Linked DNA regions of Sminthopsis crassicaudata: region 1 is linked to region 2. The links are chromatin contacts, called in public Hi-C maps. All regions are on one chromosome and are shown on one strand. Each heading gives the region's core, a stretch centred on a gene start, on an enhancer-like site or on the middle of the called end of the contact. The rest is flanking DNA. Distances are from core to core; before and after follow the strand shown.

Region 1 (4,020 bases), core at 710-3,209, 170 kb after region 2:
GTCACAAGAGTCAGATCTGAGTAAAAGACAATAGCTTTTAGGATAGTGTGGTGTACTGCAAAGACCATCCTCATACCTACTCCTACTCCTTGCCTTCATTTTCTAAATAGTATATTATTTTTCCAAATACTTGTAAAGTTATATTTCAACATTCTTTTTTTTTTTTTTTTTTTTTTGGCTGAGGCAATTGGGGTTAAGTGACTTTCCCAGAGTCACACAGCCAGGAAGTATTATGTGTCTGAGGTCAAATTTGAACTCAGATCCTCCTGACTTCAGGGCTGGTGCTCTATGCACTGCACCACCTAGATGACCTTCAACATTCATTTTTGTAAAACTTTTGTGTTCCAAATTTCTCTCCCTCCCTCACCTCCCCTTTCCCCAAGACAGCAAGCAATCTGATAGAGATTAAATATGTGCTATCATTTTAAATATATTTGCAAATTTGTCATGATGCACAAGAAAAATCATACCAAAGGGGGGAAATGACAGGGAAGAGGAAAAAAAAACAAAAAACAAGCAAACAAATAACAATCACACAAAATTATAATTCTCTCTGAATGCAAATGACATTTTTCTTCCCAAGTGTATTGAATCTTCTTTCTAGGAAAACCTCAGGTGCTCCCGTTTCCCAAAAGCCTCCCCTGCTTGCCCTTTCTAGTGGCAATCCCTTCTACCTGCTCCAAGCTCTCAGTTGTTTTGTATTTATCATAATCTGACTCCCACAGAGCCTCTTCTGATACATTACATGCAGGTAGCCCTGGGTTAAGTAAAAATTTCAGCTGTGGGCCTGGTGACACTCTACATGTGTATGTTGTCCCAGGACCAGGCTGTTAGTTCAGAGAGGTAAATCACTGGCTTGCCATCAGGGACGCTGGCAATTCAGGAAACATGGTAGGTTCCATATGGTACCCAGAGTGATAAGATATGAAATCTTTCAGATCAATCACTGCCTCTGGAGTCAGAGGACCTAGAAGTAGGTAGCCAGAGTACCTTCCTCTGATGATTACCTTCCTGGCCTTCAATCCTCCTGGGCCTCAGTTTCCTTCATCCTTCATAGAAAAATGAAGGAGTTGGTCTACATCAATGGAGTCAAATACATATAAAAATGAGGACCACTGCCCTGTATATAAGGGCTGCACATTGACTTATAAAGGTTCACATTCACATTCTGTTGTTCAGTCAGACATGACTGTGACCCTATCCGGGGTTTTCTTGGCAAAGATACTGGAGTACCATTTTCCTTATCAGACTCATTTTATAGATGAGGAAACTGAGGCAAACAGTTTGGTAGCTAATCTTGCCCAGGGTTATATAGTTAGTAAGTGTTTGAAGCTAGATTTGAACTCGGAAGGATGAGTTTCCTGTGCCACCTCTTTGTCTTATATTATTAACATTATGTCCTATTGTATTTTTACATTTGCAATCTATTGTATGTTGCTGCTTTATTTTTATCTATTTCGTTAGGTATTTTTCAATTACATCTTCGTCTAGTCCAATGTCCGTTCAAGATGTCACAACTTGTGATGAGCCTCTGCAACTACAGGTTTGATTCCAGTCTCGCCCACCTGTGAAGTCCCTTCCAGCTATGATCCTACAAATAGTTTTTAAACCCCCCTCATAAGGTTTATATTTTTCTCCTTAAAAAAAAAATAAAAAGGTGAGTAAACAGTCTCAAAAAGGGACCGTGGAAAGCTGGCTCTGGCTCTGAGTTCATATTTAGTGGCGAAGCCAACAGTATATTTTTATTCTCCACTGCACCATATTGCCTAAATTCACGAAGTCTGGGCTCTCCTGCATCTCCCGCGTACTGCCAGGGATTCTCGGTACACACTAAGCGTTTAATAGCTGCTGTTTGGGGATGCTAACAGCGCCCCCCAGTGGCTTTAAGCCGGATTTTGGAGCAGAGCAACGAAGGGGAGGAAACCGGGCGGGGCGGTCACCATGGAAACCCCAGCGTACACATCCCCCACCCCTCTCCTTGCTAGCCCAGAACAGCCCTAGCATGCCCAGGTCGGCAGTCGCCGTAAGAGAGATGCCCGCGGTGCGGGGGAGGTTCGGGGATCGCGGCCCCCGCGATCGAAGCCCCCACAAAGCTAGATCTGAAGCCACATCTGAGTCCTCCATCCAGACCCCTCCGACCCCGCCCTCACTAGCTAGAACGGATTGGGCGCCTTTGACCGTGGGGAGTATAAAATACTTCAGTCGTCACAAAGGGGAGGTAAGCGGGGGTACGGATGGGGGCCAAAGCTGTGGTCAGTTGGAAGAGGGGCCTTTCTGGGCCCTGGAGCATCCCACAACCTCTTTCCCCAGATGCTGCATTCTGCCAGCACCCCAATCTAATTTCCCCCCAGCTTGCTACCTCTGCTGACTTCACTAATGCAGTCTGGGGGAATCATCCAGTCCAGATTAGATTCTTTGATGTTTATCTCAGACAAGTTCCCTTTTCCTCATTTCATGTACCCAGGGAGTCAGTCTTATTATGTCTGATCCCTCTCTATTCTCTCTAAAACAATTCCAATCCAGATGGACGATTGCAATGGCTTCTTAAAATGGTGTTGCTACCCTTTTAATCAACTCACCTCGGAGTTAGGTGGAATACTATAGGAACTAATAGGATAGACCTGGAAGAGACCTTATTGGTCATTTAGTTCAGGCCCTACATTTTATTATTTTTTTTAAATAAAGCTTTTTCTTTTCAAAACACATGTATAGATAATTGTCAACATTCATCCTTGCAAAACCTTATATTCCAAATTCTTTTTCCTCCCTCCCTTCTCCCTATCCCTTCCAATCCCCCAATATATGTTAAATATGTGCAATTCTTCTATACATATTTCCACAATTATCATGCTGCACAAGAAAAATCAGATCAAAAAGGATAGCCCTTCATTTTAGAAAGGAGGAAACTGAAGTCCAGCAATATTAAAATATGTATATATGTATTACACTGCTTTGCTTAAAATCTTTCAAAGTTTCCTATTGGCTTTCTCAATTCAGATCCTTCCTCTAGGCATTCAAGGCAGACATTACTCCCACCTTTTCGGCTTTATATTTTATTTTTTCTTTCCCTGTACTATCATTGTATGCTTCAGCCAAACTGGACTCCTTAACACACAGCAAATGTCCCAATGCTTTCTCCCTATGTGTGACTACTCACATTATCTCATTAATCCATGTCTTCTTTTCCCCTCTTCCTGTTGGATTCCTATCTCTCCTTTAAACCCCAATTCAAAGCCCTTTCTTTCATGAAGTATTCTTGATTTTCTTCCAAGTCTTTTCAGATGTCACATCAAACATTACATGTTTGTGATTCTATTTGATGTTATTATGTATTATAGTCATTTGTATATTTGTCAAAGTGTGATGATGTCATGGGAAATGTCTTAAAAGTCAGACGATTAGCTTGGCAGAGATTATTTGGTCTACACTCATTTCAAAGGATGAAAAAAGGAGTCTCATAAGAGTGAAGTGGATCCCAGGTAAGAAACAGGACAGTTAGAAATCTAATCCAGGTCAGGTGATTTCTAGATCCATTATTCTTTGCCTGGGTCCTGGAAGCAGCAGCATAAGGGTAAGATGAAGAGACCTCTGGATTTAAATGGTCAGACCTGTGTTTTCACCCTGATCCTGGAATTTATTAGCTAAGTAATCTTGGGCAAGCCACTTCACAAACTCACTTATTTTCTGTGTCCTTTGCTGTCAAGAGATATTGGCATGAGCTATCTCACAGACTTGATGTGAGAAAACAAACCTGTAAACCTTTATAAAGCTGGTATAGAAATAAAAACAATTATCACTGTTATCTCTTATCATTTTCCATGGAACTGTTTTAAGTAGACTTTTTCTTTTAACCTTCTAAGCAATATAATGCAACTAGCATATGTTAATATGTGCAGTATTAATGTGCAATTATATAGCAATATGCAAGAGATAAAAAAAGACAAAACAAAAGCAATCCCCGATCTCTAAGTACTCAAATTTTACTAGGAAAATGCAACATGTAAACAGATAATAATATGC
Region 2 (4,588 bases), core at 436-2,935:
GGAAGCAATTAACCTCTGAAGACTGCCCCAGCTCAGAGATTCTGAGGCTTTATTCTTTTTGGACTGAAGGGGCTGAGGGGAGATTAGGAGGAAGATGTTGAAGGATGGAGTAGAGGGAAAGGGGAAAGGAGAAATATCCTTAAGGATATTGAGAAAGTTATTGGTGAACTTTGTCATTTTCTATTGTAATTCTTTTTTCTTTTTCTTTCCAGTCTTCTCTCAGAGAATAAAATTCACAAATCATTTACCTCACAATAGCCGGGAGCAGTATCCTTGACCCCATTGTATAGAAAGAGGAAAGGTTTAACTGAAAATACATAATTGTTTTTGTTTGTTTGTTTGTTTGTTTCCTGAGGCTGGGGTTAAGTGACTTGCCCAGGGTCACACAGCTAGGAAATGTTAAGTGTCTGAGATCAGATTTGAACTCAGGTCCTCCTGAATTCAAGGCTGGTGCTCTATCCAAGTACATAATTGTAAAGGGCAGAGCCAGAAGTGTAATCTACATCTTTTGCCCTCCAGCCCACCTGCTTGGTACTACCCTGGCACACAGTTCAATCAATTTAAACTTTTACTAAGTTATGTAAATAATAAAATAACTATTGGATGCAAAGCTCCGTGCCGGGGACTGGAAGTATAAGAAGGAACGGAACAAAGTAACTGCCTACCCTCAAGGAGCGTACATTCTTACTTCCGGTGGAAAGCTATGTGTGATGAAAGAATAAATGAAGATTGCTCTAGAGTGGGAAATACGGGAGCCAGGTGGTGCAGTGGGTAGTGCCAGGCCTGGAGTCAGAGACCTCACCTTCCCGAATCATTTACTAAGCTGTGTGACCCTGGGCAAATCACTGAACCCCACTTGCCTTTTTTACCTTAACAAAAAACGAGCTGGGGAAGGAGATGGCAAACCGCTCCACTTTCTCATAAGGTCCTGAAGAGTCGGGCAGGACTTGAAAGAGCGGGAAACCGTAAGCTAAAAGCCCCGTAGTAACGAGTCGGGCTCGTCGTTGGCTCCACGTGTTTGGCTAGAGAAAGCAGAACTGAGGGTCGCGGCATAGAAATCTGTGCTCCGGAATAGAGAAGCAATTAGTCTGGGCGGAGGAGGGAGAGAGACAGAGAGACACTGAGTTAAATTCAAGCAAAAAAGAAGAAAGCGAGAAAAAGATAGAAGTTGAGACATAAACTGAGATAGGAAAGGCAGACGTTACCGAAGTAAGGGGGAAAAGACGAGGTACAGGGAGGGATTAGAAAGAGAAAAACAGGGAAGAAGTACGTTAAATAGTCAGGATGCGGGGCGGGAATGGTGAATAAGGAAGAGGAGAGCTAGGAAAAAGCTGAGGAGAAATGAGGAGTGACCCCTCCTCATCTCGGTTTTGATATCGCACTCCCAGTGTCTAAGGCTATCTCTAGGTTGTGAAATTCTCCAAACAAAATGCTCTCAATACACTTTAATTTAAAAAAAGAAACGAAACGAAAAGAAAAAACTTGCCCCGTTGAGGAAAGGGAGCCGTAAATTCAAACAAGCCACTAGGCTAGTGGGAAAGTGCCAGGACCGAGGGTTGGGGGCCGGAGGGATGGGCGGGGCGGGGCGGGGGCCGGAGCCCAGCCCATGATCCCAGGGGTAAGGGATGGGGGGGTGGGGCGGGCCGCTCCGGCCCCACCCCCCGGCCGGCCCCTACACCAGCCGGGCCGGCGAGGGCGGGGTGCTGAGAGAGCGGCGGGAGCTCCGGGACTTAAGCGCGAGCGGAGCCCGGCCCAGCCGCCCGTCTGGCTTGTCCAGCTGTCCAGCCCGAGCAATGGCCCGACGCGGACTGCTGTGGTTGCCGCTGGTGCTATACGTGGCCGCAGTGAGGGCCAACAGCAAGGTAGGTGCTGAAGAGCTGGGGGGCGCCTCCCATGCCCTCCTCGCCCCCTTCGTCGCGTACCTTTGGAGTCCTCGGAAGGACCTTAGAGTGTCAGGCTGGAGGGACCTTCCGAGGCCAGTTACCTCAGGACTTAGAACGTCAGAGGGCGGAAGGCCCCCTCCCATCCTGGTCCGGCTTTAAAGGTGGGGAAACTGAGGCCCGTCAGCACTCTGCTAAAGCCCAGGAACCGTTCTTCTCTTTAGAAGCGCTCCCCACCCCCACCCCCGGGAAAGCTGACCGCTGGCACGGGACCGGGCGCTGTGCGGCGTGGGGAAAGAAGGCCGGGTTCTGGCGGGGAGCGGGCTGGGCTGGGAGAGGGGACGGGATCCCGGAGGAGGCATCCTGAGCAGTGCCTTCTCCGTTCGGCAGCACCCCGCCTGGCGCGCATCTCAGCCCGTTTAAATTCTTACTAAGTTAGGTGAATAATACAGCGGATTCAGCATCTGAGACCAGGTGTTTTTCCTTCAAATCTGTAAAATGAGAGACTTGTCCCAGATGACCTCCGAGGTCCCTTCTAGTCACATATTCTCTGTGTTAGAACATTGTGCATTCTCCAGTCTTGTCCAGCTCTCTTCTGTCCTGTGGTCCCTCCAGACCTTTCGCTAGCTACGAGCCCTCCGATGGGAGGGTGGGAGGGAAGGGGGTAGGGGAGAAGGATCCCCCCACTGAACATGGGGAAGGGAATAAGAGCCAATACCGTCTGGGAACTCAAAGAAAAAGGAGGCGGGACACTTCTACAGCCTGTGGCAGCTGGCTCACCTAGTCTCTGGTGGGGTTTTCACCAGAAAAGTATAACATAAAAAGTGGTACAAATGCCTGTCTGCAATGAGGTGACCTGTAGGGAAGTATCCTTTCTTTCTTTTTTTTTTTGCTGAGGCAATTGGGGTTAAGTGACTTGCCCAGGGTCACACAGCTAGGAAGTGTTAAGTGTCTGAGACCACATTTGAACTCCGGTCCTCCTGACTTCAGGGCTGGTGCTTTATCCACTGCACCACCTAGCTGCCCCGTATCTTCTCTTTCCATTGAGCATGGAGAGGAGGGGAAAGACTTTTGGTGCAACTGGAGTCTCCTGTACTTTTTCTTATACATCTCTCCTCTGATCCTCAGATGCCAAGTGATTTACTGAGATCCTCTGGAAATGCAATTTCACTTAATTTGTAGAAGAGTGGAGAAGGAGCTTAGAACATAATGATAATAAGTACCATTTATCTAGTATTTCACAGGGATCACAAATTACACACAGAGCTACAATGTAGCAAAGAATCTTAAGATGGGAAAGGACTTGAAGACTCATCCAGTCCAGGTTTTATCTGACCAAGAATGTCCTTTAAACAACTTCAATAAGTAGTTTCCACACTCACTGAAGTCTTCTAGTCATAAAGATCAAGTTACTGGATGTCAATCTAAATCTGTCTTTTTCAGACTCTTGCCCTGTCCCTGTACTTCTGGCTGCCTCAGCCAAGCAGAAAAAAAGTGGAGCTCTTGGAGCTAGGCTGAAGTTGGTTGGATTTGGACAAGGGAAGCATGGGCTCTGTATGTGAGGAATCCTGCCCAGATCTACCATTATCTTTCTAGGTGACCCTGGTCAAATTATTTCACTTCTGTGCCTCAGTTTTCCCAAATGTCAAATAGTGGGAAGGGACTAGAATGTTCATTGTCCTAGCAGTCTATAGTCTAGGGTCTATTTTAAACCCAACATTGAGTCTCTATCTTGCCCTTGGTTAGTGGTCATATCCAGATCTCTTGAATCAGCTATTTCCACTAATTTACTTTTCTATATGTCATAGATGCAGGAATCACATGTCATCTTATTATCTTTTTCTCCTTCCTCCTTTAAGTTTTCTCTAAACAAGAGGCTGTGTGGGTTTATGACAGAAGAATTTAAATTGAAAGCAGAAAAAATGAAAATACAAATTTGCTGTGTTAGCCAAACATCACTTGTTTAAAAAACATAAGAAACTGCAGACAAAGCAGCCGGATCCCAGGTGGACAACTTTTGTGGTTGGAGCTCCTGCGGTGAGGGAGCATTTGAGGAGTTGTACGTTTCTGCCATCTAAAAGACAGGAATCTTCACTGTCCATAGGAAGGGGCACTCTGCTTAATATGATCCAAGTCTGGAGTTGCTGGGAAAAATAAAACCCAAGTTTTCTATTTATTTACTACCTGAAAGTCCTGGGGGCTAGAATTCAAGAATCCTGGGTTCAGCTTCAGTTTTGCTATTTATTTGTTGTGATATGACCTTTAGCAAGTGATTTCACCTGTTTCTTTGTCTGCATAAGGAGGGAATTGGACTAAGTAATCTTTAAATTCCCTTGACTCTATATCCAAAGGTGGGTTCAAAAGTCCTTTTGAGGAGCAGATAGATGGCCCAGAGGCCCAGTGGATGGAGTGTTGGGCCTGGATTCAGGAAGATTCATCTGGATTCAAATCTGGCCCCAGACTCTTATAACTGTGTGACTCTGAGCAAGTCATTTAACCTTGTTTGCCTCCTTTACCTCATCCATAAAAATAATCTGCAGAAGGAAATGGTAAAGTATCTTTGCCCAGAAAATCCCAAATGGGGTCACAGAATCCCTGTGAGTGTTATCATTCTATGCTCTGTGATCTAGGGTCATTTCCAGCTCTAACATTTAACATTCTAACATTCTCTGCTCCAAAAGCACATCATGAATTTAGCATCAGACAGT

The links. A called contact is a pair of places that touch in the nucleus more often than the background predicts.
Region 1: a contact with region 2 is called in a Hi-C map of hippocampus, with 2.9 times the contacts expected there. The contact joins the promoter of WDR38 here to the promoter of OLFML2A in region 2. A contact is called at or near these places in 2 of 2 Hi-C or Micro-C datasets (fibroblasts and hippocampus).

The regions. Positions count from the first base shown.
Region 1 is chr2:467,322,519-467,326,538 of ASM4859323v1, forward strand. WDR38 (WD repeat domain 38) reads left to right here and starts at 1,960. Exons shown (of 9, transcript XM_074293066.1): 1 at 1,960-2,218. The coding sequence starts at 2,003.
Region 2 is chr2:467,148,546-467,153,133 of ASM4859323v1, forward strand. OLFML2A (olfactomedin like 2A) reads left to right here and starts at 1,686. Exons shown (of 8, transcript XM_074293065.1): 1 at 1,686-1,862. The coding sequence starts at 1,794.